2 separate regions of the Capra hircus genome follow, and region 1 is linked to region 2. A link is a contact called in public Hi-C data. All regions are on one chromosome and are shown on one strand. Each heading gives the region's core, a stretch centred on a gene start, on an enhancer-like site or on the middle of the called end of the contact. The rest is flanking DNA. Distances are from core to core; before and after follow the strand shown. Region 1 holds the start of GSTK1 (glutathione S-transferase kappa 1). Region 2 holds the start of EPHA1 (ephrin type-A receptor 1).

Region 1 (2,724 bases), core at 196-2,695, 150 kb after region 2:
TTTCTCTAGCATCTCCGGGTGCTCCATCTTCACCGCAGTGAGGAAGCGCATGGCTGTCAAACTTCCTGTGGGGCAGAGGCACTTGGAGAGGGGCCTTCTCTAGCTTGTTTCCCATGAAGACCAGGTTTTCCCTCCTTCTCATCCCCCCCCCCGCCCCCGCCAGTGCTCCATCACCCTCAGCCTCCCATTTGCGTTTCTGATCACTGATCCATCCTGCTCTCCCTCCCCTTCTGTCTCCACAACCTTCTGCATGATCAGCTCTGATGCTGAGCTTTCCCAAAGTTTCCTTCACTTAATGGAATCAACGAAACCCCTCCTTTCTGGCCCTGAAATCGCCAAATCCACTGCTGAAACCTTATGCTCCATCCATATCCCACTCTCTTCACCTTTCTTAAGGATCACAGAGAAGAAATCCTTGGGGAAGTGGATGGGAACCTGGAGATGCTGGCTCAGGAGCCTAACGTCACTTCTCATGTATACGGCTTTGCGGGGAAGCATAGCTGGCGGCTGGTTTCCTGCAAGGGGAAAGTTGGGCTTACTGATGAGAGATCACCCGAGGGTCCCAGACAGGGGATGCACCTACCTGGGTTTCAGGCAGCGGACATATTACTAGCTGCTGCCGCCAATAAGGAGACCCAGTGGAAGGGCCGCTCCCCTGGACGTTTGAAATGTCTTCCCTCTAATCCCCGCCAAAAACACCGCTGCCTTTGTACCGCTGTCTCTCATGATCCCTCCAATTAACGTGGGCTGCAGCTGCAGGCTGACGTTCCAGATATTCTTATATCGGCACAGGACCTGCAGGGAGGGACGGAGACGGAGAGTGAAAAGGGCTGAGGGAGAGAAGGGTGTTTGATGGCACTGATCAGCCAGTCTATAGGCGCGGAGAAAGGGTTAGGAGGACACCCTAAATTTGGTTTGAAAGGGCAAAACTCTCTCAGTTCCTAGTTATCAATTCCAGGATCTCTGCTCCTGTGGACAGTTTTTATTTGTTCTGCACCCCACCCCCCAAAACTGACATCGGAGGGCTTATATTCTGGATCCTGGAGTTGCTCATCTTCCAAGCCAGTATGGGAAACCCCAGCCTAAGACATAAAGGTTCCTTCCACCTGGAGCCAGCGACCATATCCCGTTTATCAACAAAGTGACCTTCAGTCCTGGCTCTCTACCTGCTTGCCCTAAACCTCGTAGGGCACTGCCAGGAAATTCACGAGACCGAGGTCCCCGTGCTATTTGCTGACCCCTCCCTCTGCCTCTGTCTCCCCAAGCCCCGGGCGAAGCTGCTCCCCGGCGTCACCTCGAAGGCCAGCCAGGAGTAGGGGGACAGGACATCGTAGAACAGCTCGAGTGTTCGGGGCACGGACCCCATGCTGCAGACTCGTGATCGCGAAGCGAACTTGGCCCCCGGAAACCCGCGGCGCTTGCGTCCTTCCTGCAGAGCGCGGCGGCCCCGCCCCCGCTCCCCACCTCCCCCCGAGGACCGCCCCCGACCCGCCCGGGCCGCGCCTCCTCCCGGGGGAATCCGCCCGCGGGACAGGGTCCGGTGGGCGGTTGGTGTGTGGGGCGGGGGGGGGGGGGGTTCCCTGAGGGCACCCGCGGGGGGCGAGGGTGAGGGGGTCCCCTGGGGAGCTCGCAGGTGTGCTCACCCGCTCTGTTCGGGGGGATGGGGGGTGTGACTACCCTGCCCTGGGGAGGAGTGTGGGGCAAAGGGGCGAGGTTTGAAATGCTCGCCTCTACACTTAGCTGTGCACCTCTGGCAAGCCTGTTGACCTCTCTGAACCAGAGAAGGCTTGTTGCTGACCGGAGTTCTTGTCCTCCTTCGAACTTCTGCGTGGGAGCGTGCTCGGTCGTGTCCGATTCTTTGTAACTCCATGGACTGTAGCCTATCAGGCCTCCATGTCCGTGGGATTTCGCAGGCACGAATACTGGAGTGGGTTGCCATTTCCTACTCCACGGGATCTTCCCCGCCCAGGGATGGAGCCGCCTCTTTGGTCTCCTGCAGTGGCAGGCGGGTTCGTGACCACTGGTGCTTTTTATGCAATAGAAATGGATCAGAGGCCTGATAGAAAATTCAGGGAAGGCGTCATTGGGTCTCCTGCTGGCGGGGTGGGGGGAGGGGGTGTTCCTGAACAAACCACAGATTCCCTTGCTCACTCCCCAAGTGTGCCCCGGCCCCCCCCCCCGCCCCCCACCACACCAAGCTGGCTCCTAATGTGGGGTGAAGTAGGGATGTATCCAGGGATCAGGGCGGGGGGGGGGGGTGTAGCTTAGGTGATTTGTCCACCCTTCAGGTGGTGGTGTGTACAGGAGGCATGCTTAGTACCCAGCTCTTGGTTCCAAACCCCAGCTTTTGCGCCAGGCCCTTTAGAAGTGGCGGTTGGGTTTTTTTGGTCTCTTTGTATCTTTTGTCCAGAATTTGCCCTGTGCATACATGCAGTTATGTTTAGTCCCAGATAGTTTCTTTGTTTGGAGAAGGAAATGGCAACCCACTCCGGTACTCTTGCCTAGAGAATCCTGTGGACAGAGGAGCCTGGTTCCTTGTATTTTGTTGCTCCAGGAGAGGTGTGTCTAAGTGCAAGCATTGCAGCACTTAAGTAAACGATTCCAGGTCCCAGCCTGTCTCATCCTCGTCTCTGGTAAAAAGAGAACACTTAATACAATTACATAAAATTAAAAAAATATGGCAAAATCCAGCCAGTCGAAAAAATGACTGGGAAAAATATTTGG
Region 2 (2,700 bases), core at 48-2,547:
GAAAAACTATGAATGAGTCAGACAGATGAGATGGAGCCAGAGAAGGCTGCAGGAAGGGGAGGCCCCAGGCATGGACTGACCACCGGTCCTCAGTGGGCGATCACTCCCTCTGGAGCTACTGTCACCCCTAATGTGTGCCTCCCATCTGTCACTTTAGCCATCTCTGCTCTTGCTTTATGCTCCAGCCCCTGCAAACACTCCTCAGACAATAGTTTGTTTAGAGCAAGGATTCTTCTTTGAAGCTTTCAGAGCTTGTTCGCAAGCAGAGTGGAAACTGAAGAAACATGTATTGAATATACTGGGAGGCACTCTCCAACGTGGGCTTCCCAGGTGGCTCAGTGGTAAAGAAATCGCCTGCCAATGCAGGAGATGAGGGTTTGATCCCTGGGTCGGGAAGATCCCTTGGAGAAGGAAATGACAACCCACTCCAGTATTCTTGCCTGGGAAACCCCATGGACAGAGGAGCCTGGCAAACTACAGTCCGAGGGGTCGCAAAGAGTGAGACACGATTGAACAACTAAAACAACAAAGTCTCCAACAGGGGCGAGGGCCGTTTGTCTACACCATTAGCTCCTGTTACCACTTGCGTTCAGAAGCCCTCACCAGTTTCTCCCATCGCTCTGTAAAGTGCGCACTAACGTGCAAACTCCTTCACGCGTTTACCAAGATCTTCCCTGCCTGGGCCCACACCTGCCTTTCCCGCCTGGTTCCCAGGACGATAGTCCTGAGCCCAGCAGTCAGACTGGTCCCTTACCACTCCCAGAGGCACCTTGAGGCTCCCTGCCCTCGGGCCTTCGCTCACGCCTTGCCCAATCTCTGCCACCCAGAAAACCCAGCTCACCCAAGTCTCCTCCCTCAAGACTCACCTACCGAGCCCCCGCCCGGACTTGCTTCCAACCGACCTCGCCTTGCATGATGGTCACCTAAGCCTCCCCGACGGGAACATCAAGACGTGTCTCTTTACCCTGCTTTCCCCCTCCCGGTGTCTATTACAGCGCTGGGCCCTGAAGAAAGGGAGAAGGGAGGGGACACCAGGGTGCAGAAAGGCCAAAGGCCGGTTGGAGACAGGGATGGGTTTAGGGTCCAAAGGAGCACGAAGCCAAGTCGATTCCCAATCCCACCCACTAGGCGGCGCCCGCTGTCTCGTTCCGGTCAAGGCGCCTCCGGTTTTTTTGAAGTTTATGGCCTGTTTTACAAGTTTCCTTCCTGCCCTCCTGTCCCTTTAAGAAGGTGATCCAGGTGAGGCCGGGACTCCGCCCCGGGGGTTGGCCCCGCCCCCTCCCCGCCCCCGCCCGGCCGGCCGGGCTAGCCTAGTTCTCGCGACCTGGCCCCGCCGTCCGGGCCGCGGTCCCAGGTTTCGGCCCAGCGCCATGGAGCGGCGCTGGCCCCTGGGGCTCGGGCTGCTGCTGCTGCTGCTGCTGCTCTGCGCCCCGCTGCCCCCGGGGGCGCGCGCCGTGGAAGGTACAGACCCCCGCCCCGCCCCGCCCCGCCCCACCCCCTCCTCCTCCGGGAGCCGGCATTCCAGAGAGGCCCTCTCCTCGCAGCCCCTCTCCAGTGCTCTTGTTTTGCCCGGCTGCCCGGCGATCGACTGGCCAGGCCAGTCTTTGGCCTTTAACCCCAAACAGCTGCTTTCCCGGGTCACTCACCCCATTCCCTTCTGGCCAGCAGTTTGCTCCTGGGTGGGGTGGGGGTGGAGAGTGAGTTTCTGCTGAAAGCAACCTCCCACCCCAGCAATCTTGGGGACTCTCCATTCCCAAGCACTCCCAGCCTCAGGCTCCCAACCCAGAGACCTGAACCTTCGGAAGTCGGAGGTGGAAGTCCCCTTATGCCATCTTAAGCCCGGGGACAGAGGGACCTGCAGCTGGGGGTGGGTTAGGTGCAGGGGCTCCCGGCTGCAGAGGTCAAGCCTTTCCTGTGGACACTTGCATGCTCTGTGATCCTGCTATCCCCGCTTCCCGGACTCGTGGCTGTGCCTGTACCCCACTCCACCACCTCAATTACAGGCAGGCCAGGCCCTTTGCCAAGGGGAGGCAGCTCCCCCACCCAGGATGCCCCTCCAGAGTCCCCTGTCCACATTCTACCCACCCACTCAACAATCCCCAGCAGCCAAGCTCCTCTCTTGTCCATCCGCCCCTCCATTTCTACACCTGACGGTCCCTACCAAGTGAGAGGCTGCCCAGCCTCACTGGGACTGCTCTTCCTGCTGTTGACTTTGGCCAAAGGTTCAGCCCTCCAACCCTTGCCCCACTCTGCCTTTCTCCCTTCACACTCGGGAGGAAGACAGACTAAGCGCTGGAGCTCCTCTTCAATCCTCCTTCTGGGGAGGTTTTCCTCCCCTAAACCTCAGGAACTTACAGCTGTGAGGGTACAGGGTGCTGAAGCTTCGGGGCTATGGGCCCAGGAGAAGGAATGTGAGTTGCACATGTGGGGCCTCCCCCAGAGATGACAGCCCCCTTTCTCTCCACCTTCAGTCACTCTAATGGATACTAGCAAGGCACAGGAAGAGCTGGGCTGGCTCCTGGATCCCCCAGAGGATGGGGTGAGTGTCAGGGGGCATTTGGGGTGGCTCAAGGCTGAAGGCCACTGGGAAATGGGATGGTGAGGTGGGTGGAGGAGCGGAGAAAAGAGCTGGAAAAACTGGAAGTGTCTCCTCCGGGAGGGGGAGGGGAGGGGAGGTGAGTCAGAGCCTCCTGAATGGGA

The links. Hi-C and Micro-C count contacts between places; a contact is called where the count stands out from the background.
Region 1: a contact with region 2 is called in a Hi-C map of liver, with 3 times the contacts expected there. The contact joins the promoter of GSTK1 here to the promoter of EPHA1 in region 2. A contact is called at or near these places in 3 of 5 Hi-C or Micro-C datasets (blood and liver).

What each region holds. Positions count from the first base shown.
Region 1 is chr4:13,942,123-13,944,846 of ARS1.2, forward strand. GSTK1 (glutathione S-transferase kappa 1) reads right to left here and starts at 1,446. Exons shown (of 8, transcript XM_005679551.3): 1 at 1,295-1,446; 2 at 714-795; 3 at 387-515; 4 at 1-65. The coding sequence starts at 1,366.
Region 2 is chr4:13,790,092-13,792,791 of ARS1.2, forward strand. It overlaps EPHA1 (ephrin type-A receptor 1), which reads left to right and starts at 1,298. Exons shown (of 18, transcript XM_018046839.1): 1 at 1,298-1,461; 2 at 2,472-2,539. The coding sequence starts at 1,371.